Linked DNA regions of Gasterosteus aculeatus: region 2 is linked to region 1. A link is a contact called in public Hi-C data. All regions are on one chromosome and are shown on one strand. The core of a region is the stretch at or near the end of the contact, and the rest is flanking DNA. Distances in the headings are between cores, read along the strand shown. Region 1 holds the start of samd12 (sterile alpha motif domain containing 12). Region 2 holds the start of sdc2 (syndecan 2).

Region 1 (3,999 bases), core at 526-3,025:
CTTCCTGAAGTTCAATCCGAGCATCGGAATGGGGACGGAAAGGGGATTTGAGTGACAACTCAACAGCAACTCAAATAACCACTTGTTACAACCAAGGAACGCAGAATAGCATCTCTGAACACGCAACACCACGCGGAACCTTGAAGACAACGGGCTCTACAGTCCGCACAGGCTCCCCGAAATTGGACAGTAGAAGACTGGACGTTGCCTGGTCTGAAGGAGCCTCGATGTCAGCTGCGACATTCAGATGGTCGGGTCAGAGTTTGGCGTAAACATGAAAACATGGATCCATCCTGCCTTGTATCTACAGGTCATGGCATCGTAGATGTGAAGCCCACAAATCTGCAGCAACAGCATGATGCCATCATGTCAATATGAACCAGAATGTCTGAGGAAGTTTTTCCAACACCTTGTTGAAAGTATGGCACAAAGATTGAAGGCGGTTCTCAAGGCAAAAGGGGTGCAACTTTTTACTAGCAAGGTGTATCTAATAAAGTGGCCGGTGAGTGTATAATGTCGACTGTTAAATTACTAAACCATCATTTTGATTCAGCCTTGATACTTAAAAAAAAGATGAGAAAGCGATGAAGAAACATTAAGCTGGATAACGGATAACATTCAGCCCGGGGAACAAAGTGTGCGTCCGCAGCACCGGCCTTCACGGTTTTCCTCAGCTGTGAGAGACGCATCTCAGGAGACGCCTGTTACAGCGGCTGCTGCTGCTGCTGTTGTTGTTGTTGTTGTGCTCACGCTGTAGGTCATTAAAGATGCATTTCCAGCTTCGAAACAGGTAACAATGAATAAGCAGCACAACCCATCTTTTGATCTTAAAAAACGGCCCAAATAGGGAGGTTGTTTGCGTTGGTGACACCATGAGAGGCTTTCACTTGTTCCTCAGGTAAAAAATTAATGTGCTGATTCAGCGCTTACTGACATTACAAAAGATCACACAAAACTCTGAGACGTCTCACAATCAGGTTTCAGCATCCTCCTCCTCTCTTCTGCTCCAACATGGATTCTGGATCCACAAGACGCCCCCGACAAGGTGATCGGACTGACCGAGCATCCCGCCTCGCCGCCGGTGTTCTCTCTCTCCCCCCTCTGCCCCCTCCGGAGCGAGCAGCCCGAGCAGCCCCCAACCGTCTCCTGACAACCACAGGGCGGAGCGGGTCACATCCCCGCTCCACGTCACGCCACCTGCTGCCAGATGAGCGACCCCCCTTGCCCCCCTCCCCCGAGGCGCGCAGCGAACCCTGACAGATGCTGAGTGCGTGAGACCGCAAATTAACCCCAGCGGTGCATCGTTGCAACAGGGCGCCGTGACCACAGCGCCAGGTGACCGGGACGGTGCACGTCACTAACCGCGGCCGAGGCTGCGACGCCGCCGGGTTGGTCGCAGGTGGACCCTCGGTCGCGTCTGGGTCGAACCGCGCGCACCTGCCATCATCCGCGCGGCTACAATTGGCGTCCCGCGGCTTTAACTGACCTCAACGCGGAGACGGAAGTGGCGTCTGTGTCGCTGTGTCGTTGCGTGAAGGCGTCTTACCTTCGACGGCCATGGCGCTACTCCTCAGACCCGAGCGTTCCCCGCGGAGATGTAAAAGTCGACGCTCCCTCGCGTCGTACCTTGTTCGGCGTGTTATCACTTGGCTGCGGGCGTCGCGAGCCGGAGCGCACAGCTGCTGCCGCGCCTCTAAGCATCATGGGAAGTGTAGTTCTCGGCGCTTCATGGGGAAACGAGTCCCATTGTCTCTCCCCCCCGAACACTCGGGGACTAAACTGACGTCACCTGGTAAATGTTTGAGTGTAGAGTCTTCAAATGGTTTATAAATGAATGGCAGAGCACTTTGCGGCCATATGTCAAGTCACCATGACAACGGCAAAAATATATACAATTGAGGGTATTTAATTCATACGTTTTACTTTGATTCTGAACACTTCCAGGTTCTTTCCTCATAATTCAAAACTAACTCATTTTCTTCATAATTGCATTCATGCACTTCTCTGGAAACAGAAAATTGTTTTATAAATATATAAGTCTATAAGTCTTCAGACTGGCTTACACTAAAGCCAGTGTACCCGGATCACAACGCATGAGCACAAGGAGGAAGCATGTGTGGAATCTGGAGGAAAGTCAAAGTTAAAATACCTGACGGTTTTTCCGGCACATTTCTCCTGTGTTGTGTGAACAGGCATGTCAATCGGTATGCAAACCCACAGCAGGAACTCGTTCTTTTGTTTTAAATTCTGCTCAGCCTGTCTGTGATAAGGATCACATACAGTAAGAATGTGTGGGTGTGGAAGTGTAGAATTGAAAAAAATATCATACTTTTCGGCACGGTGGCGTGGTGGTTAGCACTGTTGCCTCACAGCAAGAAGGTCCTGGGTTCGATTCCGCCCAGTGGCCTTTCTGTGTGGAGTCTGCATGTTCTACCCGTGTCTGCGTGGGTTCTCTCCGGGTTCTCCGGCTTCCTCCCACAGTCCAAAGACATGCTCTGGGGATCAGGTTGATTGGGGACTTTAAATTGCCCGTAGTTGTGTGAATGTGAGTGTGAATGGTTGTGTGTCTCTGTGTAGCCCTGCGATTGGCTGGCGACCAATCCAGGATGTACCCTGTCTATCGCCCGAAGTTGGCTGGGATGGACTCCAGCCCCCCCGCGACCCTGTGTGCAGGATAAGCGGTTTGACAATGGATGGATGGATCATACTTTTCAGTTAAACAACCAAAACCACTTCTGTGGCAGTGTAGATTTAAAAGTGTTTTTGTAATTGTTGCAGATGTCGTCTTTTCTTCTGCCAGTGAGTCCTGATCTGATGTTATTCCTAAACTGATATCAAAATGCTGTTTTTCAGCATTTCAATTAGCTCAGTTTATCATAACGGCTGGAAAGAGGGAAACAGCTGGTCAACGAATAATTATGATAGTTATTTCATGTGTCTCCACATTAACTTTAATTGTCTTCAGCCTTCCTGCTCCTCCCTGCCTCAGGTCTTTATGCTTCGCCGAGCCAAGCTAACCAAGTCCAGGCTCCAATCAAAGGACAGTGGAGTTCATCTTCTCGGTCAGCCGGTGGCAAAACAAGTCATTGCAGTGGCTCATCAATCCTTGTGATTGACTGTAGATCTATGAGAAGCATATTGCACTTTAACGACACAGATCTTCATTTTGCCTTATATGTTGTACACAATATGTCCACTGACTTTCTTTCCCATACTAAAGATACAAAGATAACTGAAAAGATTAGATAACTGAAAGTTTTTCTCTCCCACCAGTCACAGCCACCGATTACATTGATCCTCACCGGTCTAAAAGGCGACAACATTTGTGCTGTGGTCTGCTCTCTTCCTCTTCTCTTCGCCCGCCGCAATCTAATGATGCTGAGCCGCAGGTATTCAGGTAATAAAACCCAATCCGTGTGTAAATTACTGCGCTGCACTACGCAGTAACGCTGCTGGTTACTTGCTTTGTTAACGCGGAGGCTAGAAGCTTCCTTTTTACATATGAAGAAAGTGCAGAAAAGGATCAACTTGCAATGGAAACTTCAAACATCACCAATTGCAGATATCTAAAAACATGTCCATGTTTCAGAATGATTTTCCAAATATCTACAAAAACAGCCCAAAAATATTCTTACACCATCCACAGAGACGCAACCCTCAAGCTTCCACACAGTCCTGCACGTGTCCATTGAGCAGACCCAGATGTGTTTTAAATCTCCAGCCCTGCTTGATAACCACTGAGTGGCAACTTTGCCCCGGGTGTTAACATCACACCAGCAGAGAAACAATCTCTCCATCATCCCGACCTTGCTGCAGCATCTCGCCTCCAAACGCCACCTTCTTGTGTTTCCCGGCTCTCATCAGAAACGTGGGTCTGACATGTATCTGCTGTCTCATTTTCTGGAGAAAAAAACCCTGATTCTTCTCACGTTGGGAGCGGGGGTCCTTTGATCCGCCCCTTCTGACTCCGGGTCTCCTCCAGAGTCTCTCTGCTCTGCT
Region 2 (3,999 bases), core at 869-3,368, 170 kb after region 1:
ACCCGCCCTTTTATCACCGAAACAAGGCGCAAATTACAGTCCGTAACATCTGGTGAAGCCGGGCACGAGCTGCCTGGCTCGACTCGGGCAAAAAAAGTAAACGGCCCCCTCACTCACAGAAGTTGGAAGAAAAGAAGTGCAAAAAAATTAAAAAACAGTGGGAGAGAAGTGTCGAGCTTTCTTTGCGTCCTGCACCACAGTATTTGCCTTCAACGCGAGCAGGGACCTCACATGTTGCAATGCTGTCAAAGCATTCCGCGCTAAGTGAGCGGTCAATCGGGCCAGCTAACAACAACAACAACAACAAAAAGCCGCACATGTATTGTTTTCTAGACAAAGGCCCAACTGTTTCATTTGACCACGTGGGGGACAATATAAAATTGTTTTTGTCGATAATGAAATCATTACGGGGTGTTTTAAAGCCAGCAGCGGTCGGTTTAATTTGAGGGCTGTTCTGCACCGCTGGGCATTTCACGGGGTAATTAACACATAACCACATGTGCCTAAAGCAGATTATCAACCACTTGTCAACACTGGTGCCAATATTGAGAATCAATGCCCCATGTCAACTTCCAGGGAGGCCTTCAGGGGACACTGGTAAATGAGAGGTAGACATTGATCAGGGTTAAAGTGTGTGTGTGTGTGTGATTTCTTTGTGTGTAGATAATTCAGATGATGATGCTCAATTGTGCTGTATTGTTGTGATGGATGATTCCATATTTTGCCAAAATTCATGTGGGGAAAGGCTACTGTACTCCACGTGTTTAGGAAAACATCCCCCTGTACGCTGTGCTGCAATCCAATGTTTCCCCACCTCTTGTTGTAGTTTTGGACCCTGTGACTTACGCAGTACTCTTTCATGGTCGCCCGCTTTATACTTGGGCCAATGCATGGACACGCTCGATAAAAGAGCCGCACTGTTGTGCACGAAATGAAAGAAAACACGTCAAAAATGTACTCCTGGTGACCTCGTGCAAGACCATGAGTCATTAAAAAACAACAGTGTCTGAATCCTAATCAGCAGCTTGAACAGAGGAGGAGGCACCGCGCCGAGCGACAAGTCGCAACCCACGGAGGAACAACAGGAGGGGGCCATAATGACAGGGGCCGCACTCCAAAGGGCCAAAAATGTGTCATTCCAACATTTGCAGCCAGGAGCCTCAACGCCGAGCAGGACCCGACACCGAATCAAGGAAACAGCAATGATCATTTGGTTTAAACAATGGCTGATGATAAAACAATGGGCAGTAAATAGCGTTTTTAATACAAAATTATTTATTAAAACGTTACAAGCATCAATGATTTTCTTTTTGAAAAGAAGCTGTGTGGCTCCAGTGACGTTGACATCTCCTAAATGATGCGCTCATTTCAGTGAGCACGGACCCGTCCACAGCGGTCACGGGAATCAGCATCACGGCAGCGAATCACCGCAGCACCGCTGCGACGCGCGCAACTCACACGGCAGGTAAAAGTTACACCGCGGCCTCCGGAGCGCGTCTTTAACGCACTGCTGCGCCGCTGCTTCGAGGGGGACGTTCAACCGGGAGAGACGCCGCGGCTCTTTGGATGCACTGCGTCCGCGGAAAAAGGTCCCTTTAAAGCTGCACGCGGGGGGAGCGCGCGCGCGGAGCCGGAGCTCTATTTCGGTCCCCGGCGCTGATCCCCGAGGAGTCGCTGCAAAGCCCGCGGAGACTCCGCGCGAGCAACACCGAAACAAAACGGGAAATCTTTTATTCTTCCAGCAAACAGACAATGCAATAAAGCAGCGAGTGGTCCGTCCGCGGACCCAAGGCCCCCCCTCTCACACACACACACACACACACACACACACACACCGCTATTTGTGAAGTTTGCTTTCCAACAACTCACCCTTTCTCCGGAGAGGAAGGCGGCCAGCCCGAGGGTCAAAATTATCCAAACGCTCCTCATTATTCCTCTTTGCGAATTATAAACGCGCTGTTACGAGCGAAATGCCAAAATGTCCCCCTCCTCTTCCTCTTCCTCTTCGTCTCTCTCTCCCGCTCGCTCTCCTTGAACCCTTTGCTCCAACTCCTGCCGCTTGTGTCTCTCTCAGGAGCGGAATCCCACCGGATACGTGTTGCGTTCTGCTTATCCCCCCACCCCTCCCCACTCCCCCCCCCCCCCCCCCTCTCTCTCTCTCTCTCTCTCTCCCCCGCAACAAAGTAGCGAAACACAAAAAAGGGGGAGTCAATAATTGAACAGCCATCATAACCGACCAATTATGTTGCGCATTGGCGTGCTGTAAATACGTGTATTCACAGGTTGATTATTGAAGTTTTCTGTATACTTAGAGGTTAATTGCCCCCCCCCCCCCTCCTCCCCCTCATCGGAGATTCTTGCACTAAATGACAAGGACGTTCGTCTTTATTATGTTGCTGCTGTTTTGGGCCATACCATAACATCCATTTATATATGCTATGAATAAACAACATGCAGAGATGGAGTTAGTTACATCATTTAATGACTAGGACCCCCCCCCCATCCTCCCCCCTACTGACTTCAGCCATTAGTGGGCGAAGTCTCCCCCTGCTGGTGTGAATGAATTCCTCCCTCTCATAATCTACAAAATATCACGTTTTTTGTTTAAATCGGTTTTATTGAATTGGTTGTACAAAAACGAACATAGAGGGTTAGATTTACCCTGATCGGAACGTTGACCTTCGGCCCACCTCAGTTCGGGGGCTTGTACACAGTCACGGGCTTGAGTGGGAGTACTTGGTGTTTTAAGTGAAAGATTAAACAGTTCTAGAACGCCTTCGTCAAAGCTGTAGCTTCATCACTGTTACCGGACGTAGCAGCTTCACAGAAACCGGTGCGTCGGATGTAAATGTCTTCCTCTCTGAGAGATTCTCTGTTTGCTTTACGAACCTCCGTCTCACACATTCCCCTTTTTGCTTAACACTCTACAACCTGTGCAACTGCTGCCTGATTACAGGGGTAGTGTAGATATATTGTTCCACTCATTTAAAGAAAGTGTGACCCTTTTCCAACGCAACGCGGTAGCCGGTAATTCATCTTCCACTTCCATTCACATCGCTAAAATCCATTCAGAACAGCGCAAACAACGTTTTCCCAGAACCACTAATCCCGCTCAATAACAGACTGCCCTTTGTGCACAGTGAACCCTACAACTCCCCTGATCACAAGTACTGCCAAACTAAATGCTTTAGCCACACACATACGGCACGTAGAAGGTGACCTTCAGGTACATGTGCCAGAGACCCGCACGCACGCCAGTAATACGGAACGCACTGGACATTCGTGCATTGGTGGTGCTACCGCAAAATCGTACTCGTGTCCTTAAGTTTTTGCAGAGATGTGATTAGTCATGCTCAGCTGAACTGCCGAGTGACCCCAATATCAACGTCATTGACCCGGTTCCGCTCATTCACCTTTAACGCTGAGGCGGAGAGACAAACAGAAAGCGTTACCAGTGACAGGCGCTGCTGGAAAAAGGAACGCGTTTGGAATTTTTAAAGGCACTTAAATCTGACTGATTAGCAGGAGTATTATGCATGCAATGAATTACTGCAATGGTGAAGCGAGAGTTTACTGGCATTTGTTCGGTAGACGTGTAGTCATCAGTTCATGTAGCGGTTAGTTAAACTCACTAAAGACTGAAAACGGGGAGAGAGAGCCTATGTGGGTCAGTTCAAAGGTCACCGAATTCAATGACCAGCATTACGGTATTTGTAAAGCTCACTAGACAACTTATATCTTCGTTGAAAGTAGAAACAACTGTACAAAAACTGCAGAGGTAAAAATATAAGCAATCCACTGTTTAATGAGGGACTGTTTGCAGGACCTCTTCTTTGGAGACCCTGCTGGTTGCTTGCCAAGTGGTCCTGGCCAACAGCTGGTTCTGCAAAAAGTCCCAACATTGTCGGTTTCAAACATGGGTTTTTAAATGAATTAAACTAATGAGATATAATGTAATAATTATTGAGCGTTAGAAGTTCTGGTATGTAGATTTTGATC

The links. Hi-C and Micro-C count contacts between places; a contact is called where the count stands out from the background.
Region 2: a contact with region 1 is called in a Hi-C map of tail fin, with 1.9 times the contacts expected there. The contact joins the promoter of sdc2 here to the promoter of samd12 in region 1. A contact is called at or near these places in 3 of 6 Hi-C or Micro-C datasets (skeletal muscle and tail fin).

What each region holds. Positions count from the first base shown.
Region 1 is chr10:5,907,728-5,911,726 of fGasAcu3.hap1.1, forward strand. It overlaps samd12 (sterile alpha motif domain containing 12), which reads right to left and starts at 1,776. Exons shown (of 5, transcript XM_078081215.1): 1 at 1,547-1,776. The coding sequence starts at 1,559.
Region 2 is chr10:6,079,437-6,083,435 of fGasAcu3.hap1.1, forward strand. sdc2 (syndecan 2) reads right to left here and starts at 2,119. Exons shown (of 4, transcript XM_078081352.1): 1 at 1,870-2,119. The coding sequence starts at 1,929.